Regions from separate parts of the Triticum aestivum genome. Here region 1 is linked to region 2. Evidence: chromatin contacts called from public Hi-C data. All regions are on one chromosome and are shown on one strand. The core of a region is the stretch at or near the end of the contact, and the rest is flanking DNA. Distances in the headings are between cores, read along the strand shown.

Region 1 (5,201 bases), core at 510-3,009, 730 kb after region 2:
CGGTGCTCGGCGACGAGCTCGGCGGCGAACCACTCCAGCTTCTCCGCGTTGGTCTGCTCCCCGATCCGCCTCCCCTCGAACAGCACCGACTCCACGTTGCGCTGCTTCATCGTCTCGTCCGCCACCGCGAGCAGCGCCTGCACGTTCGCCTGCGTCGGGTCGTACTCCCCGTCCGGCCCGCACGGCGGCATGCTCTCCCGCTTCGCCTGATCACGCCAGAGTTAATAATATCCAAGGAAACAGCCGTGCAGGCGGAACATGCCATAAATGGCGGGCGGGCCGAGAATTTGCTTGCTCACCTGAATGCGCAGGTAATTGGACGAGTGGCATTGCCCGAAGGCGCGTGCAACGGCGTGGTCCACGAGGTCGGCGGCGCCATCGGCCGCGATGCGGGCGATGGGGCGGGCCCACTCCTTGGGGCCCCACCGGCGCATGCGCATGATGTCGGCGTCCGCGGTGGCTCCGGAGCCGCCCGCGCCGGAGCAGCCGCCGATGGAGAGAACGAGGAGGTCCTCGACGCCGCGCACGAACGGGAACTCGTGCTTGTTGTGCAGCACGTGCGTGATGGCAGCGGCGGCCGGGCTGCCCATGGTCGGCCCGCCGTCCACCGCGGCGCAGGATGTCACGCCATCCACCGACGCCACCTCGGCCGGCTCGAAGCGGCCGGGCTCCGACCAGGCCGCGCGGCCGACGTCGGAGAGGCGGAAGTCGTAGCTCCCGCTCTCCAGGGCGTCGGCGCGCGAGAACAGGAGCGGCGCGCACGACTTGAGGTCATAGCAGGAGATTAGCACGGGCTTGATGGTGTCCCGCAGGGTGAGCTCCTCGCCGAACGCGGCCTTCATGGCCACGCTGAGCGCCGCCGTGGGCGCAGCAAGCGGGCGCTTCTTGGCGCGGCAGAAGAGGGAGGTGGAGCCAGCGGGCCTGCGGAAGAGCCTGAGCGCGTGGTCCGCCACCAGGCGCCAGGTGTCCTCGGCGCGGAACAGCGGGGCGCCGCGCGAGTGGGTCGAGAAGAGCATCGCGGCGAAGACGCCGCCCGCGCCCGTGCCGGCCGCGAGGTCGAAGTAGTCGGCGACGCGCGCGTCGGGGCTCCCGGACGCGCGCTGGAGCGCGGCCTCGAGGTGCGCGAGCGCGCGGCCGGCGAGCAGCGCCCTCAGCCCGCCGCCGCCACCATCAACGCAGAGCACGCACACCTTCCCGCGCTGAGCCGCCTTCACCGGGACCGCCAGGGCCGCCTGCGACGCCTGCGCCGGCGGCGGCGGCTTGGGCAGCCAGAGCTGGTGCGGGTCCGTGTAGCCGAAGAGGAACTTGCTCTCGAGGATGGAGAAAATCTCGTAGTTGAGCTTGTCGGCGTCGGCGCCCCCGTGCTCCGCGTCCTCGTGCACCCTCTCCACCTGCATCTCCTCGGCCTCCTCCATGCCTGCCCTACCCTCCCAGCTAGTCTAGGCTAGCAGACCCCTCCCGGTCAACAAATTCTCGGCGGAATCCCTCCCCTACGCAGAACGGAAAAGCAACGTGAGGGGAAACAAAAACAGGATCTCGCGAGGATTCGCAAGGATAGCGCGAAGACCAGCCCGGCTGCTCGCTTTAGTTCTTGTCTCTCGCTCTCTCTTTTGGTGTCGCCGCGGTCTGTTTACGGCGCCACGCTCGCCAGTGGCGCCTTTTGATTCTTGCGCGCTGCAGAGCACGCGAAGAAAGGAAGGAGCCCAAAGAGAAAGGTGCGCGAGTTATAGAGAGAGCCACGGCCAAGGAAGCTAACGGAGGCGAGAAGAGGAGGCAGAGGTCGTCGTCTTGTCTCTCTTCACCCTCTGCTGCACCGGTAACCGATGGACAGAACACTCCTGCCTGGCCGTCGGCTGGACGCGCCTCACCTGGTCCACCGGCGTGGGCCTGTCTGCACCGTCCATTCCTGCTCGAGATTGGCGATACGGGGTGGGGCATGTGGGCGGAGTGCACCGATGCTGGCGTGGTGGCGCGGTCGTCAAACTGGCTGTGGCTGGGTTCCAGGGTTGAATAAACAAACGGACAAATATGTACAGACGTGCTACTGCTAGTCCTACTCATTAATTAATTAACCAGCGAACGAGGGGCGGGAAAAGCGAAGGAGGAAATGATTAGTAGTACATTATAAATAAAAACACTCATAAAAAAGGGTTTCGAGGGCAGCGTAATGGGGAACAAATCATGATTGCGGCCGTTCCAGGGGCTGGGACTGGGTTAACCCCGCGCCACTGACGCTGCACCAGGTCCATGGCTGCGTGACATGCAACGGGAGTGGAGCGCGACCCAGACAATGGAAAAAGTCCATTTTAAACCCTGAACTTGTAGAGGTTAGGCGAAACGAACTCTCAAGTCCAAATCCCGGTCATTTCAACCCTGAACTGTATAATCCCGGTCTAGATCAAACCTTGACGAATGTCAACCGGGATTTCTCTGACTGGGCTCTGCTGGGCCACCCCATTTGTTTTTTTTTGTCTGCAAAAAAATTGTCTTTTTTTTCTGTTACACGGGAGCTCGACCCGACGCATGCAGTGACACCTAGCTGGGCCGGCCCATGGTGTACAATAGCGTCCGTACTAGCGTAACAATTATTCTCAAAAAAAAAGTAGCATAACAATTTGATTGTCGAAAAAGATAAAACAACAAGTCCTACGATTCGAACTACGAACCTGTAGATCCGAAGGAGACTTGCTAAACCAGTCAACCTAACAAGCCTGTGTTACCAAACTGGAGTGCGCAAGTTTAAGAAAAAAAGTTAAACGCAGAATCAGGGCGGGTTTTTTGTATCCTTTCCTGCATTTTAAAAAAAAGAGTAATGTTTGAAAATCTGACAATTGTTGAACGCGTGAATCTTTTCCCAAAGAAAGTGATTTTTTCCCAAATCCATTGAATTTTCTTTTGAAAAACTGTGAGCTTATTTTCAAAATCATTGTACTCTTTCTAAATCTGTGAACATTTTTTTCAAAAATTGTAAACTTTTTTTATTTTAAAAATCTGGTTCACGAGGTTCTTATTTTTTGTTTGCTACTTCCTACTAAGTGGCCACCGGTTTTATATGGTTCGAAATAATTCAAGCACTGTTGACCATGGAGTGTACCCGTCCTCCGCAATGGGCCGCCCCATTTTTTCTGTTGCACTGCTAAAGAAATGCGAGCACCTTTTTTATGTAATGCGTGAACCTTTTCTCAATATGTTTGTTTCAAATTCATGAATCTTGTTACAAAACCCGTGGACCTTTTAATATACATTGAACATTTTTTTGATACACAACGAAAATTTCTTATATACACATTAAACATTTTTGTGATATACGCTAAACAATTTGTAAATACATAACAAACACTACAGTGATATGTGCTAAACAATTTGAAAATACACAATGAACGTTACTGTGATGAATACTGAACAATTTGAAAATACATATTGAACATTTTTTTCATATACACCGAACATTTTTTTCTTATATGCTGAACATTTTTAAGTACATAAATGAATATATTTTTAATATACGAACATTTTCTTAAATATATGATGAACATTTTCTTAATACCTGATAAACTCTTGTATAATACACAAAAAAGAAGAGTAGTAAAAATAAACAGAAGAAACACAGCTTGTTCATCATATTAAAGTATTATTAATGATTAAAAATACACAATGAAACATTTCCTTGTAATGTATTAATGGAAGAAAAAGAAAAAGGAAAAAAAAGATAAAGCCAGAAACAACACGAAAGAACCAGAAATGAAAAGGCAGAAAGAACATGCAAAAACCAGAAAAAAAACAAAAAGATAAAATAAAACAAAAAGTCAACAGCAGAAACGAACTAAAAACAAAACAGTGAACGAGCAATATGCGCTGCTGCGAAATGGGCCGGCCCACCCGCGGGCGCTGTGGGGTGTAGCCACTGCTGTTGGCTGCCCACGGGCGGCAAATAGGAAACCGCCACCAATCCTGGCCATTCTTTGCATTCCCTGTCTGGCAAACGGATCCAGGGTCTGATTTAGACCGGGATTATACAGTTCAGGGTTGAAACGACCGGAATTTGGACTTGAGGGTTTGATTCGTCAAAGCTCTACGAGTTTAGGGTTTAAAATGGACTTTTTCCCCAGACAAGGGCACAGCACTCGACCGCGCCCGCACTTTGCTGTGTCGTGCGGGCAGCGGTACGTACGTACGCACGCATTTCTTTTCCCTTTTCCTTTTATTTCTTTGCTGAGAACTGTCGGAGGCGGCAACAGCAGCAGTACTTCTGCAAAGACATGTCAGTCAGTCAGTGTGTATGCTTTGCTCCAGTGCAATACTCCTACTGCCAGCTGTAGTTTTTTCTTTTTCCTTTTTACTGCCTCCTTGAAAGGCTGGTGGGAGCCGAGGAATAGACCTGCATGCCTACTACATGTCGGGCATTGTTGTTAATTTGCATGCAAGTTGAGGTGCTTCCTGCGTACGGTTCAATTCATAGGAGGTGGAGAAAACGAACTGCATGCACGTGACGGTGTACAAGACTGGGTCTACCCGGCGCCGTGCAGTACAGACAAATAAGAAAAGGTGATAGGATGGCGTCGTCGAACTACATGGCCGAGTTGAGGGGCGCACGGCCCGTGACCGTGAGCTCGAAAACCTTTGATTAGGGCAAGCAACGGCCTTCTATCCTATGCGCCGGGTCCCATTCAAATGCAGGGGTTCAGAGATGCTCTGGATACGTGCGGGTTGGCGGACCTGGGATATAAGGGAAGAATGTGGACATTTGAAAAGAGAGTTGCTGGAGGGTCTTACACAAGAGTTCGTCTAGACCGTGCAGTTGCTGATGTGGTTTGGAACACGATATTTCCGTTTGCAGAGGTAGAAAACTTATCATCGGTGTGCTCGGACCACGGCCCGATATTGCTCAAACTAGCAGATGGGGAGAGTACTCAAGGTACTAGAAAGTTCAAATATGAGATGATGTGGGAACGACACACTGATTTCGAACCCTTTGTTCATTCAGAATGGGAGGAAGGACCTCGGGCAGCCTCTGTTCATGATATACATGACAAGCTAAAAGCTTTGGGTGAAAATCTGATGCATTGGGATAAACACACTTTTGGTAACGTGAAGAGGGAGATTAAGCAATTGAAACGACAGCTAGATGCTCTGAAAAATACGCAGGGACGTACTGGCCCGAGTAGGCTGGAGATTAAAATAACGGATCGCCTAGTCGAGTG
Region 2 (5,474 bases), core at 493-2,992:
CGCGTGTTGGCGGCCATAGGAGGGGAATAAATGGGGTGGCGGCTAGGGTTTTGGTCGTTCACCTCTTGGTCCTCTTTTATTTTTTGCGAGAACACCCGTTACTGGTGGCAAAATACTCACCTGTTCTGAATTAGTTGTCTTAGAGAGGTTAATGTTGATGGAAGTTTCTTGGAGGAGAGTAGCAGCAGAGCATGGAGGGTTGTGGTTCGAGATCATCATGAAGAATATTTCTATGTGCCTGGGACTATATCCTGCGGTACAAAGGAGCAGATTTCGCGGAAGCTACTGCTTGTCTAGAAGGACTATGAAAAGTGGTGTCGTGTACTGACCTCCATTTAGTTGTCGAGACAGACAACAACTTGGTGGCAAAGGCGCTCGACCCCGTATGTGTGGATAGATTGGAAATTGGAGAGATTAAAGGAATTTTATGCCATCAAGCATAGAAACAAATAAGTTAAAGTTTGTAAAGTAGATAGGAAGGTCAATAGTTTAGCCCATAGTCTTGCCCAGTTTGGGCGTAGAGAGTTGTTGTTGATGTTATGCAAGAGACAGTGCCAACCTGCGTGTTGAGTGTGGCCTTACAAAATTGTAAGAACAATGTTTCCTCTTTTAATTAATACAACTCTGATTTAGAAAAAAAATACTCACCTTTTTGAATTAATTGTCTTAAATTTGTCTACATACAGGGCATCTAGATATGAATGCATCTAGATACGTTCTAGAAAAATACGGATGAATCTACCGTTAGGTAAATCCGTACCTAGACAAATTTACGGCAACAAATTTAGGACAGAGGTAATATATGGATAATAAAACACAATTAAATATTTGTGAACGAAATGTCAAATCCTGATATCTTAATTTGTCTTGCCTTACGTGTTTTCCTTGATAATAGTAAGAAATAGAAAAGGCCGATTTTATTTGAGAGAGGAGAGCATTAAAAGGCGTCTTTTAGTTGTTGGGTACAGACTGGACACGTCTTCATTAAAAGCAAATCCAAACGCGGATTCCCTTGCGCTAATGGCGATGGAGCCCGATGGACCCTACCACTACCTCCCGCGTCTGATCAGCCTATCACACAGCGCTTATCAGATGCGATAAGCTGATAAGCGGATCGAGAGAGGCAGACGAGCAGATCGATAAGCATTCACTCTTATCAGTGGCAATACGAGAATTTCCTATAAATAGGAGCGCGAGGTGGTTGCCCCTCCTTGCCCTAGCCCCCAACAACCCATTTCCTCTCCCCACAGCTCTTCTCCGGTCCCTCCAGCTACAAAGCTCCGTAAGTGCAGCACAGCCTCTGATTTTGCTTTTCGTTCGGAATTATGCAGTTGTTGGCTGGATATTTTTGATTCGAATTCGATCCTGGAATTTTTATGCGGGGGCAAAGGAGTTCGTTCTGCGTATACCCATGCCAACAAAGATCCGGCAGCAGGATCGGAAAGGAGCCCTAGCTTTCCACGGGCCCGATTTCTGGGTTTGGATCTGCATTTCTGGGCGAGTTTTTCTATGCCGTGTTCAAAATCGTCGAGATATGTGCGTATATATATGGCAGGTTCCGAAACAGATCTAGGGTTTGGGGCGAACGCGTGCAGCGAACGTAAGGCGTGTTTTTTTTTTCTTTCCTGTCCATGTAACGATAAAGATATTTTATCCTGCACGTTCTCATATGTCGTTTGGGGAGTGTGCGAGTATATATAGACGCGCAGGGGAGGGGAGAGGGGGGTTCCATTATCGTCTCGTCTCGTCCGATATAAATAGAGGAATTCTGCTCCCCACCCCCGTTCCCTTTGTTGACTTACGATACTGCCCCTTGCCTCAGTCTCATCCTCCCGGCTCTCTCGGTCCTCTCGCGATAGAGCCCCGCCCCGCCCCGGCCGCCCCCCCAAATCGGAAGCCGCGCAGCCCCCGGATCTCCGCCGCCGGGCGCCCCGCCGACCCGCGCCGCCTCGAGCCCTCCGCCGGCCCCGCTCTGCTCGCCCGGCGCGGGGCGGAGCGGAGGAGATCCGAGCCGGGGAGGTTCCTTCCGCTGGTAAAGCCCTAACCCGCCTGGATCGATCTCGCTTTTGATCTGTTTTTTTCCCGTCGTATGTTGTTTCCGCCGCGGCTGGGCTGTGAGCGATCGTGAACTGAACCTGGAATCGGAATCTTATTCCGCAGTGGGGGTCCTGCGCCCCCGTAGGCTAGGTCTACAGCCGAGTTGCATCCGCCGCCTGGTGGGTGAGTCGGGGAAGCGAGGATGTCTTCTCTCAGCCGGGAGCTCGTCTTCCTCATCCTGCAGTTCCTCGATGAGGAGAAGTTCAAGGAGACCGTCCACAAGTGAGTGATTCAAACTCCAAAAATTAAAAAAAGGTCAAAAATTGGTGCTGTTCGTTTGTCTAGCGTTGCTCACTTGGAACCTGCCCTTGTCGCCGTTTAGGCTCGAGCAGGAGTCTGGTTTCTACTTCAACATGAAGTACTTCGAGGACGAGGTGATCAATGGGAATTGGGATGAGGTGGAGCGCTACCTCGGGGGCTTCACCAAAGTCGACGACAACCGCTACTCGATGAAGATATTCTTTGAGATCCGCAAGCAGAAGTATCTCGAGGCCCTCGACAAGTAAGTGCAAGGGGAAGAGATGTCTTTATATGATTGTAAATGCTGGACCGCCTTCATGACTATGGTTTCCTTTTCTGCCAGGCATGATCGGTCCAAGGCGGTTGAAATCTTGGTCAAGGATTTGAAGGTGTTTGCATCCTTTAATGAGGAGCTGTTTAAGGAGATCACACAGCTATTGACTCTGGAGAACTTCAGGTAAAATCTGCGTGATTGCATTCATTTGTAACATTAGGTTCTTGCCATCATTCGTGTGGCTCTTAACCGTTACTGGATTGCTCAGTGATTGGTTCCTGCTTTTATTATTGATAGAGAGAATGAGCAGCTCTCCAAGTATGGTGATACAAAATCTGCAAGAGCAATAATGCTTGTTGAGCTGAAGAAGCTGATCGAAGCTAACCCCTTGTTCCGTGACAAGCTTCAGTTTCCCAATCTGAAGAGTTCTAGATTACGGACACTTATCAACCAGAGGTATCACATAAAGAAACATAATATTCTTGGCACCCTTACTCTCTGTTGTATGGGCATCTTATGTATTCTTATATGCTGCTTGCTGCTAAACTGATGATGCTAGTTATAGATCTAGGTGAACATTCTTTAATCCAATAAAATTACTTAACCCTCATGAGAGGATTTTAATTCTCATTTTATCCTTTGTAAAACTGATCCAGTAGAATGTTATATGCTAGCGAGGCTGTGCCCCACATTCTGCTCTCCCCAATTTTATTTAAACCAACCATGCTTGGTTAGGAAAATTGGACCTGGCTTTATTTTCCATAAGCTAAGTGAGGGCTGCTGTTCATTCATGGCAAAACTTGGTTTCTTAATGTTATAATCTTGTCCATTAACCCATCACTACCATTGCATATTTATATTGTAAATAAGGTTGCTCTTCATGACGAGTTTTGTGGATCCTACAGTCATGAATATCCAAAAAATTGAGTCACGTGTTTGCATTTACATTTTTCCAGCAGTCCAATACAATTTGAAGTTCAAATATGTAAAGAATCTCCATATAACTTGTCACCCCTATTTGCTAACCTGCAGTCTCCATTTCTTTGGAACTGAAACTTGTATAGATGTCACAAATATTTGCAGATTCAACTAGTTAGCCTACTATTTCCTTGATTCATTACTATTTACGTTTCCATTATTTATTGTCAATAAATGGGTATTCCATTAGATTATCAGAGTCAGCCCTAGTTGACGATTCCGCTAGGATTAGGGTTTAGGCCTACCCTACATTCCTCCGCCTTATCGAGATTCTGGGTTTAATTTCGCATCCACACGTTTGTGAATCTTTGGATTTACCATACCACCACGTGCAAGGCCTAAACCATGCTCTTTGCTCTGCCGCCAGGCCTGGGTGGGGTAATTAACACGAAGGAGGTTGTTGTTTGGATAAGAATAAAATTGTGTTTAACTTAATTTGCTTGTGAAATTGTTGTTATTTGTGTTTTTGTTTGTTACTTCTGAAGGAGGTGGAAGGTTGGGACCCCACCATTAACTCCATTTACCATAGTAGTAATGTTATTGTGTATTATATGGCAGCTTAAACTGGCAGCACCAGCTTTGCAAAAATCCTAGGCCTAATCCTGACATCAAGACCCTCTTTGTTGATCATTCTTGTGGACAACCAAATGGTGCACGTGCTCCATCACCAGCAAACAATCCACTACTTGGATCTATACCTAAACCTGGTGGTTTCCCCCAATTGGGCGCCCATGGAGTAAGCTTGTTGAGCATATCTGGACACTTCATCTATGTGTTTTAGTGTGTACATTTATTGACAATCTGGTTTATGTCTGTTTCAGCCCTTTCAACCTGCACCAACACCCGTCGCACCTCTGGCCGGTTGGATGTCAAACCCTCCAGCAGTAACACATCCTGCTGTTTCTGGAGGTGCTATTGGATTTGGTACTCCTACGAATCCTGGTACTTATGTTTGTTAATATTGCAAGGAATTCCTGAATGTTATGAATAGGTGGTATTGCATGGTTGACTAACACTGTTCTGGATGTATATCTTGTAGCTGCTATGTTGAAGCATCCTAGGACACCCTCGGCTGCTAACCCTTCTATGGATTACCCATCTGGAGATTCTGATCATGTCAGTAAGAGACCTAGGCCAGTTGGGTTGTCTGAGGAGGTATTAGCAATTTCACTCCCTAAAAAATCTTTCACCGCTATTGGGTTCTTGCAGTCTGTACTTGATAATCTTGGCATGCTATGCCTATCAATCCTCAATATATACTTGATTGCAACTGGGTTGTATTTCACAGGTGAATCTTCCGGTGAATATGATGCCAGTAACTTATCCGCAGAGCCATAGCTACCCGCAAGATGATTTCCATAAAGCTGTCGCACGGACATTGAGTCAAGGATCAGCTCCAATGAGCATGGATTTCCATCCAGTTCAACAAACACTTCTTCTTGGTAAGCTCTTTAACGTCTGTGCCCGTGATAAATCTTTCTTTCTCCCATAGCATCTCATTCTTGTGCATTTTTCACTTGGTATCTGTTTTAGTTGGTACCAATGTTGGTGACATTGGATTGTGGGATGTTGGCACCAAGGACAGACTTGTTGTAAGAAACTTCAAGGTTTGGGAGCTTGGGAAATGTTCTATGGCCCTCCAGGTTTGTTCACTGCAATATGTAGTTCAGTAACCTGGTATTTTTACCTGTACTCAATATAAGTATGCGTAAAATGTAAATTGTACAAACAGGCAGCACTGGTTAAGGATCCTACCGTGTCGGTTAATCGCATAATATGGAGTCCTGATGGAACCTTGTTTGGTAAGATGCAGTGAACAGTTTTTTTTATTGCTGTTCTTTCAAGTTGGCCCTCTTCTAATGTTATGTTATGTTTAAAAGGTGTT

Evidence for each region. Hi-C and Micro-C count contacts between places; a contact is called where the count stands out from the background.
Region 1: a Hi-C map of leaf shows a contact between it and region 2, with 3 times the contacts expected there. The contact joins the promoter of LOC123092730 here to the promoter of LOC123092728 in region 2. A contact is called at or near these places in 2 of 5 Hi-C or Micro-C datasets (both in leaf).

Annotation. Positions count from the first base shown.
Region 1 is chr4B:464,220,792-464,225,992 of IWGSC CS RefSeq v2.1, forward strand. LOC123092730 (patatin-like protein 7) reads right to left here and starts at 1,760. Exons shown (of 2, transcript XM_044514550.1): 1 at 300-1,760; 2 at 1-206. The coding sequence starts at 1,415.
Region 2 is chr4B:463,489,875-463,495,348 of IWGSC CS RefSeq v2.1, forward strand. LOC123092728 (protein TPR3) reads left to right here and starts at 1,743. Exons shown (of 27, transcript XM_044514549.1): 1 at 1,743-2,032; 2 at 2,161-2,319; 3 at 2,420-2,599; 4 at 2,681-2,794; 5 at 2,909-3,067; 6 at 4,148-4,325; 7 at 4,411-4,513; 8 at 4,629-4,744; 9 at 4,878-5,031; 10 at 5,123-5,232; 11 at 5,322-5,391; 12 at 5,470-5,474. The coding sequence starts at 2,240.